Regions from separate parts of the Mus musculus genome. Here region 1 is linked to region 2. Evidence: chromatin contacts called from public HiCAR-type data. All regions are on one chromosome and are shown on one strand. The core of a region is the stretch at or near the end of the contact, and the rest is flanking DNA. Distances in the headings are between cores, read along the strand shown. Region 1 holds the start of Stam (signal transducing adaptor molecule (SH3 domain and ITAM motif) 1). Region 2 holds the start of Rbm17 (RNA binding motif protein 17).

Evidence for each region. HiCAR-type assays count read pairs that join an accessible place to other places.
Region 1: a HiCAR-type map of astrocytes shows a contact between it and region 2, with 2.6 times the contacts expected there. The contact joins the promoter of Stam here to the promoter of Rbm17 in region 2. A contact is called at or near these places in 1 of 39 promoter capture datasets (pre-B cells) and 1 of 115 datasets of contacts at active chromatin or transcription factors (astrocytes).

The regions. Positions count from the first base shown.
Region 1 is chr2:14,072,643-14,078,579 of GRCm38.p6, reverse strand. Stam (signal transducing adaptor molecule (SH3 domain and ITAM motif) 1) reads right to left here and starts at 4,480. Exons shown (of 14, transcript NM_011484.3): 1 at 4,244-4,480. The coding sequence starts at 4,283. Stamos (signal transducing adaptor molecule (SH3 domain and ITAM motif) 1, opposite strand) reads left to right here and starts at 4,646. Exons shown (of 2, transcript NR_038162.1): 1 at 4,646-4,997.
Region 2 is chr2:11,598,186-11,604,698 of GRCm38.p6, reverse strand. Rbm17 (RNA binding motif protein 17) reads left to right here and starts at 1,500. Exons shown (of 12, transcript NM_152824.1): 1 at 1,500-1,614; 2 at 3,943-4,080. The coding sequence starts at 3,958.

The DNA.
Region 1 (5,937 bases), core at 3,231-5,730, 2.5 Mb before region 2:
CCTCCAAATTGAATCCATCTTTCAGACCACCAGTAACTCACGTTTCTGTTTTAAAGAAATCTTCCTTTGACTGCAGCTCCCCTTCATTGCCACGATTCCCTCTGTGTTCGTGATCTTAACTTATTCACCATTTAGTGAATACATTTCTTTTTCTTTCTTGATTTTTCCAGGTAGTCCTGGCTGTCCTGGAACTTGCCCTATAGACCAGTTTGGCATCAAACTCAGAGATCTGCCTGCCTCTGTTTCCCTCTTAGTGGCTCTTAAACTCACAGCTGTGGCCACTCCACTGAAAGCCTGGACAGAAGAATTTCCAGCTGTGATGTCCAGAGACTGTTGTTTTAGGTACCACTTCCAGGCTTTTCTGGTAAATCTGATATGGCCCATTTCCCTCACCTTGAAAACCTATCACCCCTCTACTTCCATGGTACAGGGGAGCTCCAAGCTCTCTCCTCTTCCTCTGCTAACTGCTTATCCATGAGTTCTTGTTCTTTACTATCTCATTTATTTTCCTCTCTTTATTCCTTTCTCCCTTCCTTTCTTCTTTCTTACTATTCAGGAATCAAACCCAGAACCCAGTATATGTGAAGCAGGTGTTCTAGCACCAAGCCTCCCCACTCTACCTCGTTTTAAGTGTTGCGTGCCAAGGTTCTGCCTTTGCTCTCTTCTTAGTCCACACTGGTGTCTGTCGCTGCTGCTCTGCTCTCATAGTGTCAATACCACCCATACACAGACGATTCTCACATCTGTTTCCTCTAAGGTCAGACTATGAAGCCAGCCTGCTTTCTAGACAACCAACGCTGGACATGTGAAAGGCACCCCAAGTGTGTTCAAACTCAACCCACGGTCCTGCCCCTAAACCTTTGTATCTCAGCTCACGTGGTCAAACTTCCCTCATTCACCAAATTTTCCAAATAACAAATCCTTGTCAGTTCTCGGCAGTAGAGAGAGAGATTTTGAGTCAGAAAATTCACTGTCATGAGGAGGCTGCTGTGGCTAATGTAGGATTCAAATAGCATCCTGGCTGCCATCAACTAGATGTCAATAATCACAACCATAAAATGACTCTGCCTTGAACTCAGAGATGTGCCTGCCTCGTCCTCCTGAGTGCTGGGATTAAAGACATGTACCACCACTGCCTGGCTTCATAAAATGATTCTTGACATTGTCCTTGGAAGAACAGAGCTTAAAATCTACTAGGATTGAAAGTCACTAGATTAAAGGCATGTATTTAGGTATCACCGTGCAGCTTGAACAAGTTTCTACTTTTTCAGGCTCTGGTTTATTTTCTGCTAGATGGAACTTAAATATTTGTTACAGGTAAACCTCATGGTCTGTTTTATAGTGTATCGTGAAAAAATTTGCTTCTCTTTATATCCAATTAAATTCCTGTTTGTCGCCAAAAAAAAAAAAAAAAAGAAAAAAAAGAATAAAATAAAATTTAAAAAAAAAGAAAGAAAGAAAGAAAGAAAGAAAGAAAGAAAGAAAGAAAGAACATGACTCTTAGACATCAGAACTGACTGGCAGGAAAGATTAATGACTCAATCCTGAGGTGGGCTAAGATGACAGAATGAGAAGTGGGAGGGGAATAAATGATTTTTGGTATGCTTGTTTCTAGATTCCTATCAAAATCCAGTGGAAATATTCAGTAGATGGATGCCTAAATCTCCAATACTGACTGAGACTATTTAAATTTGTGATTAACAGGAATAAGCAAAGTGCTTAAAGCTAAGAGACTAGCTGTTTTAAATCTTGCTTCACAAATATAGAAAATTTCTTCTAAGTGCTTTTTAAATATTGACTCAATTCTCTTACCAACCCTGTAAGCTAAGAAACACTGTACATTTTGTTTGTTTTTTGCTTTTGCAAATATATTTAAGGGAACATTATAATTCTTATACTCCATATTTAAAGACAAAGAAACAAAGGCAGAGAATAACCAACTAGCTTAAAGCCAGATTGCTGATAAGCAGCAAGCATGAAACCTGAACTTAAGCAAATCACTCCAAATTCTACTAAGCACTAAATCTCATAAGACTCTAAGAGAAGAAAGTCTTAATGGAGAAGAGCTGTTATTACTGCTCAGCATTTAGACACTGAAAAAAAGTGGGGGAGGGGACACTAAAAAGCTAAGCAGAAAACCAGAAAAGGGCTGATGACCTACAAACCTATGGATAAAGCACAGAAGAAAAATGTAAGACATCAATAAAAAACTGGATGAGGAACTGGCTGTTGGGATCGGTAAATACAAATCAGTAGGGACCTGATGGCACAAAGTATCTTTATAATTCAGAGTGATTTCTAAAAAAACATGTCTAACAGGCTTAACATAGTTTCAACTCAACAAGCACTTATTCAAAGCCAACTATGCAGCAGCCATCAAACAAGGAGCAAAATAAAGAACACATTGATATGTAATGTTTAAGACAAAAATGCTGAAATTTGTAGAACATGGGGAAGGTGAAAAATCACTGTATTTAAACAGCCCCCGAGACATTAAGTCATGTCTTTTAAAGTCATGACTGGCTGTGAGATGTTACTGGCATCCACTGAGTGAAGAGCAAATACAAAGTTAACAGCCTTCATGTATAGAGCATAACCTCCTTAAGGATTTTATCTATTCCAAACTGTCAGTAACACTGCTACTTATAAACTCCAGGTTGCAGGAATCAGCAAATAATTCAGGTACAACAAGTCAGACTCTAAGTTGACCTTAAAGCATGAGGACATATGTGTGGAAAGACACATGAAATAACAGAAACAAAAGTATAAAGGCAAGAAGGGGCCTGTGTTTGGACTGGGCGGTGTAGGTAGCAAGAACAGGTTTAACATCAAGAAATCCATCTGAATCCACTGCAAATGTGAGTTCAAAAAAAAAAAACAGAAAGAATACATATTAGGCCCTGGGTTCCATTTCCAATACCACAAAAAGGAACAAGCCAGGAGAATATAAGTGTGACTGATTAGCAGAAAGCAAGATCATATAGGATCACTATAGGTGCCAGGAACAGAGGCAGCAAATATTGTTTTATTATAAGCATTTGTCCTAAAGACTGATGTAACAAATTGTAAAACAGCCAAAGAGCCGCAATGAGATGGTCTTCATGGTTGCATTTCTTGTCAATGAACACTGTGTTCAGTAAGTACTGGTGCTAAGCACTTATTAAACACAATTTCCCAATTCATTACTTATTTAGCACTATTGATGATTTCTAAAGTTCCATCCACAGCTCAGATTCAGGACATTCAACTGAATCACTATGAACCAGGCAGGAAGCGGCAGTAATAGTACATTTTCTCCAGTTGGCAAAATGTAAAATTCACCTCTAATAAACAAAATTCATAAAGTAACTCTCACAAGTTATCCTTACATTCTTTTACTACAGTTATGCTTAAATTCAGCCTGTGGGACTGGATGGTATTGGTTCGCTTTCATTCCACACTATGCTGCCAGTGTAGTTCAATGTAATGCATTCAAAAACATCCCAAAATTCTTTCAAGAAATTCAAATCAGGTCTGAAAAATAGATAGCTAACCTGTTAAATTGGTATGCTTGGTACCTAATACCAATGATTCAGACAACAAAAAATTTAGCATTTCAGACCCCATCCTAGAATCAAAATCCTCTTCCACACTTCCCCAAAGGCAGAGGCCCAGCCTGAAAAAGGCATCCCAAAGGCTCATGTCTGCGTTTTCAGTTGTTGCCAAGTAATCCATCTCCATCTCTTCCAACATTTCAACCTACCAGTACGTAACCAGACCTCTCTCCTCCAGGGACCGTTATAGGGCTATTTAAAAAACCCTTTAAGTAACCTTACCTAAAACATTCTGCCAGTTCCATTGGGCCAGGCAAATACTTTGGCGATAGAGCATATAATCAATCTGCTTAAGCCAAGATACGTCTGTCCTTCGCTCTTCTCCCAGAAGCCATGCCCCAGCGGCAGATGGCTTCGTCGTCTGTTCCTCCCGAGGCAACCCTTTACCCCGAATCCCTTAAGCGATTCCTTCAAAGCTCCCCCTCCCCAAGTCCCTTACCAAGGCCCATTAGAGAGGTTCTAAGTCCCATTTCTTCCAAAGAGGATGCGCCAAGCGCTCAACCCTCTCCCAACTCTGAACGAAGGGGCCCCGGGAGAGAAGAACGTGGGCTCGGCCTCGGGAATCCAGAATGAACGAACGCAGTGGGACGGGAGTCGGCGCGGGCTCGCAGTCTCGGGGGGCACCCACGGGGGGCGGTGAAAACACTTACCAACATCCTGGTCGAAGGGGTTGGTGGCAAAGAGAGGCATGTCCGCTGCGTGCCGAGGTGTCCCCGGGGACTGCCCCTCGACCCCGCGGCACTCTAGGGGTGACGGAGAAAGGAGGCCCCTCAGGTACAAACACAGCAAGGGCGCCTGCCTGCCAGTGCAGGGTCCCTCTCAGCCCCTCCTCTCACCCACCCCAGCAACAGAGGCGGCGGCGGCGGCAACAGCCGAGAAGCGGAACAGGCCCCCGCGCGGGGCGTGTCGGGAATGTAGGCGACTTGAGCGCTGCCTGAACACTGCCCGCTCCGGGTCTGGCCAGAGCCCGCCGCCTCCGCCGAGGCCCACGCGATGAGCCGCCGCTGTCTCTTCCTCTGCTGAGTTCCCGCGTGCCCGTGGGGTTAGCGGCTAGGTTCTCGGCTTTTCCATGTCCCCGGGCGTCTCGGGAGGACGAGGTCCTTCAGGCGCACCGAGGCCGACTAAGAGCCTCTAGAGTGAATAAGAGACTGGGAGAGGGAGAGGGTTCAGTTTGGGTCCAGCCAAACCCTTAATTTTTAACTCCTTGGGTTTATTCGATGGGTTGTTGTGATGTTGCAATCCCTCTAGAAAGTCAGGCAGTCCTTTGGGTTACCCGAGGAAAATGTTGAGCGCGCTCGTCGAGGGTTCATGGAAGTTGCTGGGATTGGAGTCATGTGAGCTGGTGGAGCTGGCCTGAATCCCTTGGAGGGAGTGTCGAGGCGCACAGCCTCTCGAGAGGCTGAGGTAACGCTGGCTCATTCCCCAGCCTGAGATCAGAGGGAGCCTTCCTGGGTGTGGGCTCCGACTGACTAAACGTGCAGTCACTGAGTCCCTGAGAAGATTAGACCTTCTCAGCCTGAGATAAGCACGCACACCCAACGGCAGAAATTGAAAAAAAAAAAAAAACACACACACACACATGAAAAATGGAGCCAGACATTGATGAGGACTCTTGGCAACTTAAAATGTTGATTTGGTGATCTAATTTGTACATATGTATGTAACGCACGCCCCCTCCCCAGCTCCCAACACACACACACACATTGTCCTCTAAATCATGTGAAATCTAAAGAATCATCTCTTGGAAATATTACGTAAAGTTAGCAAGTCGGTCTTGCACATGCACTGAGATTCGGTAAAAAGTGCCCAAATAGGGACCCTTACAAAAAGGGAAGCTTATAAACATGTCAACAAGATTTGTATAACAGTACAAACAGCTTGCTTACTAAACAGTTAAAGTCGAATTTTGGAGGAAGAGGAGCAAACTAAAGCATCGGTTAACGTTTTCAGTCATTTAAAACTAAAAGAATCCAAGGGATGGGAAACAAAGTTGCCTGATGGGGTATAAATTACAGCATTCTTAAGAGAAAGGATGGGAAGTATATAGCCAGCTTTTGGAAATGTGCCTCTGGTTCCAGTTATTCTGAATTTTAAATCTTACAGTCTTTTAAAACATGAACCAAGATATTAATGGCAGCGTTGTTTACAATATCAAAGTTTTGATGACCGCTAAACTGTCCGACATTAAAGAGATTGGACAAACTCCTCTGTCTGTTTCCTCATAAATAAGAAACGGAAATGACAAACCATTGAAGATGAAATAAATTACTAGAAGCAAATCCCCTGTAATAGTGTCTAGCATATAGTAAGCACTCAAGTGGAATCAATAGTTATAATTGTACTT
Region 2 (6,513 bases), core at 251-2,750:
ATTTTTATTATTTATTTATTTATTTGGCTTTTCGAGACAGGGTTTCTCTGTATAGCTCTGGCTGTCCTGGAACTCACTCTGTAGACCAGGCTGGCCTCGAACTCAGAAATCCCCCTGCCTCTGCCTCCCGAGTGCTGGGATTAAAGGCGTGTGCCACCACGCCTGGCACTTTCAGAATTATTTGAACACTTTCTTGTAAATCAGATTATAATGTTGGTGTGTTCACTTGTGTAAGGTCCACCTCCACAGTTTTATGATGGCTATTCCTGGTTTTCAACTCGACTACATCTGGAATGAACTACAATCCAGAAATGGAGGGCACACAGGATCTTGAGGCTGGAAGACACAGGCTGCTGACCCAGATCTTGACATGGAGATCATGAGACAGCCCAGGCAAGGTAGTGCACAACTTTAATCCCAGGACACTGAGGCAAGCAGTTCTCTGAGTTCAAGGCCAGCCTGGGACAAAGCAAGTTCCGGATCCAGGTGTGGAACTTGAGGACATAAAGACATTGGGAGAAAGAAGATTGACTCACTCCTCGTCACCTTCTTGCACTTACTTGACAGCATCTCTGTTGGAACCGATTTCTTCAGATTGTAGCTTAGACAGAAGACCAGATGAAACAACCTACTTCGTGGGACAGAGCAACTACTAGATTCTTGGGTTTCCCATTCACAGCTGCCCATTGTCAGGTTAGTTGGACTGCAGAGTGTAAATCATTGCAATAAATTCATTTAATATATATAGACAGTCTATAGGTCCTCTGACTATAGAGAACCCTGACTGATACATTTTTCAGCTTGAATTCACCACCACCACCACCCTTTGCGGGGGGGGGGGGGGGTTGTTGTTATTGTTGCTGTTTTTCAAAATAGGGTTTCTGTGTAGTCCTGGCTGTCCTGGAACTCACTATATAGACCAGGCAGGCTTTGAACTCAGAAATCTCTGTCTCTGCCTCTCAAGGGCTGAGATTAAAGGCATGGGTCACAACTGTCCAGCTATAGCTTGAAATAATTTTTACATGCAACCAAAAATATGGGGAAAACATATTTACACAAAGCCCTGGTTTCTCTGACCTTTCTTTTGCCATTTGCTGCATTTTTATTCCAAGCGAGCAAGGTTTATAGTGTTTACATTCTTTCTCTGAAGACCTAGCTCAGTGTGTGTTTTTAATGCTATTAGATTCTGCAACATCTCGCCTGCAAATTTATTTCCACCATTTAGTATATAAGGGAATAGTTGGGAGTGAATACCTGGAGCCTAGTAGGGGATTCGGCTCCTACTCCAAGGTCAGAAGGCACATGAATCTCGAAACCTTGTGCCAATGGCGCCATCTCTTGGCCGGCAGAGAGGAGATGCAATGTAGTCCTCCCGTCAGCAGGGTGCAGTGCGAGCCGGAGAGTGCAGCTTTGCTTCCGCGAGTCACACGCAGGCGCAGACGTGGACTCCCGGCAGCCTCCGCTCTCTTACCCCGCGCGGTGCATCCCTTTGCGGACTCCGTGGAGGCTCGGCGCTGCGGCGGACTCCGGCGGTGGGCGGGCTTCCGCGCAGGGCGGCCGGGCTCCGCGCTGCCGCCGCCGTGGCCCATGGGCACAATCGTCTCGGAAGGCCGGGTGAGTGGCGCCGCGGCGGCCCTGGCAGGCGGTCTGATCCGGAACGTAGACTCGGGTGTGCGCGCCTTCACGGATGCGCTGGACGCGAGGCCGCGGCTCTAGGCCGCGCCGTGAGGGGCGCGGGGATGCGGGCGGGGCACCCCGAGCTGCCCGGGGGGTTCCCAGCCCTCCACGTTGGGCTCCTTCAGCCTGCCACGTTCCACCGGGCCACCTAGATCCCCCCTTCACCAGTCCCGATCCTCTTGACAGTGAAGAAAGTACCTTTCTCCTCTTCATGGCCCATGCCCAGACCAAGTTGTTGGGTCGCAAGACCGCAGTAACCCAGACTGCGTCGGGCCTCAGGAATGGAGAAGCCAAAACACAAACCCCAAAACTTGTTTCCTTCCAGAGCACCTGAAGTGAAGGTTGAGGCCGTTGTCTCACCGGGACAGAGAGTGTCTGTTGTAACCCCCGGCATGCTCAGGCCTGCGCTAAGGGGAGTTTTAGCGTTCATGTCCCTCCGCTAGCTTTCGAGCTTCTTCTGCTTGGACCAGTTGTGCTCTGAATGAGTGCTGCAAGCTCAGTAAGGTGCTTCTCCAGGGGTTAGATCTCTAAGAAGCTCGTTGGAAAACCCAGGCCTGGATTGATCCGAAGAACCAGATTACAAGCTGGAAAGACCTGGAAGAGGAGTTTTATTACAAGTGGAAAGGCTGCACCTATGAGGAAGAGGGAAAGCAAGAGCAGAGAAGCGCTGTAGAGTATTCTGCAGTTTAAGGCTGTGACAGAGGATGAAGAGGGACTTAGAAGGGTGATCAGTCAGACCTTCCTTTGAGAAGTCAGGAAGGGGGGACCATTGACATAAGTTCTTGTTATAATTCTGCTTGTTCTGGGAATAGGTGAGGCCTGTCTCTCTGCAACAGGTGGCTCTTTTAAATCATGGGGACACATTTATACTGGGCTGAGCTGTAAACATTTCGAGATAACAAATTTTAGTAAATATGAGTAATGGAGCCCAGGGTGGCAATATGTCTGGAATTCCAGTGCTTGGAAGGTGCAGGCAGGAGATTAAGAGTTCCGAGGACAAGCCACACGTGGAAATCACATGTGTGATTTCCTACAGGCGTCATTTTTCTCCTACCATATGGGTTCTTGTTGACCCCCTGATTTGTTATTATGTACCTCCTCCCCCCCACCACCTGTCCCCCGCATAAATTTTTCACACATCTTTCCAACAGGGAAGAGTTCCCTCTAGTAGGTCATTCTACAAGTCTTTCAGAACAGTAGAGAAATCTGCTGCGCTGTTTGCTTTAGTTACTCTGGTTAGTTTGTTTTTAACAGTCCCTGGCCAATGGTATCTTGGTAATACGGATGGGAAATGTGAACTATCAGAGATGGCATAGCTACACACGGAAGGGTATAAATGATTCGGTAAAACATCATTAAGTCCTGAGTATAAGATATGATTGTGGTGTGGATCAAGCTAACAGAGGTAGACTTTTAGACTTGTGATGGTTACTCTTGGTTAGCTACATCTGGAATCTACTAAAACCCAATGGCTGGCCACACCTGTGAGGGATTTTTATTTATTTATGGACAGGGTTTCACCTGTGAGGGATTTTATTTATTTATGGACAGGGTTTCTTTTTGTAACAGCCCTGGCCCTCCTGGGACTCATCGATGGTTCTGAGCCACCATTACAGGTGGTTGTTGGAAACTGAACTCAGGACCTCTGGAAGAGCAACCAGTACTCCTACCCACTGAGCCATCTCTTTGGCACCTGGAACTTTATAGTTAATAATGCCCCACATAGAGAGCTTCCGTCTTACTCCATTATCAGTTCTATAACTGAAGGATTTGACTCATAAGTCAGTTCACCATAGTCTTTTAGATTGAGAATTAATTCTAGGCTGGACATAGTGGCATATCCCAGCACTCAAGAGGTGTAGGAAAGAGTCACAAGTTCAAAGCCAACCTCGTCTTTGTGATAAGTTCAAGGCCAGCCTGAGCTACATGAGAGCCCTGAGGACTTTTGTTTGTTTGTTTTTTCTTTTTTAGTTTTTTGAGAGGGTTTCTCTGTATAGTTCTGACTGTCCTGGAACTCACTTTGTAGACCAGGCTGGCCTCAGAAATCCGCCTGCCTCTGCCTCCCAAGTGCTGGGTTTAAAGGCGCGTGCCACCACGCCAGGCTGAGGACTGTTTTTAAACTAGTGCCTAAGTATAGTTTTGCAGATTAGAAAGAACCCTGCATTTGTGACAGGAGGGTCCATGGTGCAGCTGTTTTAACACAGAGACATTCATAACTTGCTTCTGCTTTGCATCTTTTAATCTCTGTCCCTGCTTGTCTTTCAGCATTAAACCAAAAAGATGTCCCTATATGATGACCTGGGAGTGGAGACCAGTGACTCAAAAACTGAAGGCTGGTCCAAAAACTTCAAGCTCCTGCAGTCCCAGCTCCAGGTGAAGAAGGCGGCGCTCACTCAGGCCAAGGTAAGAACAGGCCCAGGGCAGGAGAGGGCAAGTCCGCTGAGTTCCTTTAAGCTTGCTCTTTGCCCCCTTGCTGGATACGTAGAAAAGAGTGGGTGGGCGAGGGGTGGAGAGCTGATTGCCTCTCCTGGCTCTTGGAAACAGCAGGACCATTCATGGAGTGGGAATTAAAAAAAGCCATGAGACTGGCTTTAGACTGGAGCATGCCTGAGACTGACTGCAAACTGTTTACAGATGCTGTTTTCATACCCCTAGTCCTAATAGTCTGGGACTTCTGGCCTAGGCTGGGTCCCAGCTAGTTTATTGTAAGAAGTTTGGAATTGAGCTTTGCAGAATAATCAGAGCCACCCCAACATGCATACAAACATATATACATACATGTTAAGTAAATTTTATTTGGTTGGGTTAATAATCGTGTACACTATGAAAGGCTCTGATGTTTGTGAACATACCCAGGATATATAGTTATAGGTGGGAATTGCTGTGTTGTATACCTGTTAGACTTGGCATTGTCTTGGAGACAGTGCAGCTTTTTCTTTTTCTTTGTTTCTGTTTGTTTTCAACATAAGATTTCAGTATGTGGCTTTGAACTGTCTGTGTCGACCAAGGTGGCCCCAGTTTCACAGAGGTCTGCCTGTCTCTGCCTACCAAGTGCTGGGAATATCACCCCACCCAACTATGCGTATATTTTAATGTCAGCTATTAGCAAATATCTTGAGATTGCAAATAGATTTTGTGGGGGTGGGGTTGTTGAGACAGGGTTTCTCTGTTTAGCCCTGGCTGTCCTGGAACTCACTTTGTAGACCAGGGTGGCCTCGAACTCAGAAATCTGCCTGCCTCTGCCTCTGAAGTGCTGGGATAAAAGGCGTGTGCCACCACGCCTGGCCAGCAAGTAGATTTTAATTTGTCAAAATGGACCATTACTTTAGAATTCATCTGCTAACCTTCTGACCTGAATCTTGAGGCTTCTCTATGTGGTTGATTCTTATGAGGAAGTGAAGTTGCACTGTATTGGTTCTCTTGGGCTCTTCAGTGCCTTTCTCAGAGTACTAGCCACGCTTGTAAAAATACTTGGTAGAGAAAATGTACCTGTATCTGAAAGGTGAAGGTATGGTTTCATTTGTATTTCATTTTTGAAACTACAAATTAAATTTTAAAATGAGCAAATAAGTGATTGTCATAACCCTACTGTGGGAAGTTAGGGTTTATATTGTGATTTTTTTTTTTTTTTATGATTCCTGGATGATATGTTGTTTGCTTAAAGCACCGTTAAAGTCCAGAGAGCTCAGACTTCCTGATAAGAGTGAAAGTTTGTACCCTTTAAATACTGAGAATTTAAACTTTCATGACAACCTCTAGTCCACACGGATGGCCATGGCATCTTAGCAACCTGAGAATTTGGTGTTGCTCACCAGCTTGCTGAGATATTCTTTTTTTTTTTTTTTTTTTAAGTTTTTTGTTGTTTTGTTTTTCTAGACAGTTTCTCTGTGTAGTCCTGGCTGCCCTGGAACTCACTCTGTAGACCAGGCTGGCCTCCAACTCAGATATCTGCCTGCCTCCGCCTCCCCGGTGCTGGGATTAATGGCGTGCACCACCACACCCGGCTGGGATATTCTTGTCTATAAGCTTTAACCTTAATCTGAACAGGTTTTGGATATGCGAGAACATAGAGGTATAAGTTAAGGAGACATGTAGAATAAGCAGCATTTGTAATAACAGTGTCCCAGAGAAAATGGAGATGGTATCAGAGAAGGGGGACTGCTGAAGATGGAGAAATCAGAAGTACATTTAGGAAACTGGCAGGGGTGGTGAAATGGCTCGGTGAGTGAAGGCTGATGACCTGAGTTTGATCCCTAGAACCCCATGGTGGAAGGAGAGAGACCCAGGCCTCACACAGATGTATGCTTACCCAATCATGCATGCATACATACATATTAAATAATTTTTATTTGGTTGGGGTAATCATTCTAAACGAAGTAGGGTAGAACTCACCCTCTGGAGACAGAGAGGTGGATCTTAAGGCTAGCCATAAAGTGGTCACATGCACTGTAGACTTTATAGAAAAGTAGAGGAAATCTGTGCTTTTAAAAAAGGGGAAAAGGGGGATGAAGAGGCAGCTCAGTTGGTAGAGTGTTTGCCTAGTTTTCAGGAAGTCCTCTGTTAAATCCCCTGTGCGTAAACTGGGTCTGGTGATGAACAACACTCAGCAGTATGAGGGAAGAGGTCAGGCATCCAAGTTCAGCATCAGCTATGTAGGGCACTGGAGGCTAGCCTGGGTTCTATAAGACCCTCAGAAAATAGTCAAAACACTGATTGTATTAGACTTCTACTGTTTAAGGCTCATTTTATCATAGCCAAAAATTTGTTACAGAGACCAGAAAAGGTGACTTTGTTGCAAGTAGCATGAATTTTAATTTGAAAGTTTGGTGTGTTTTT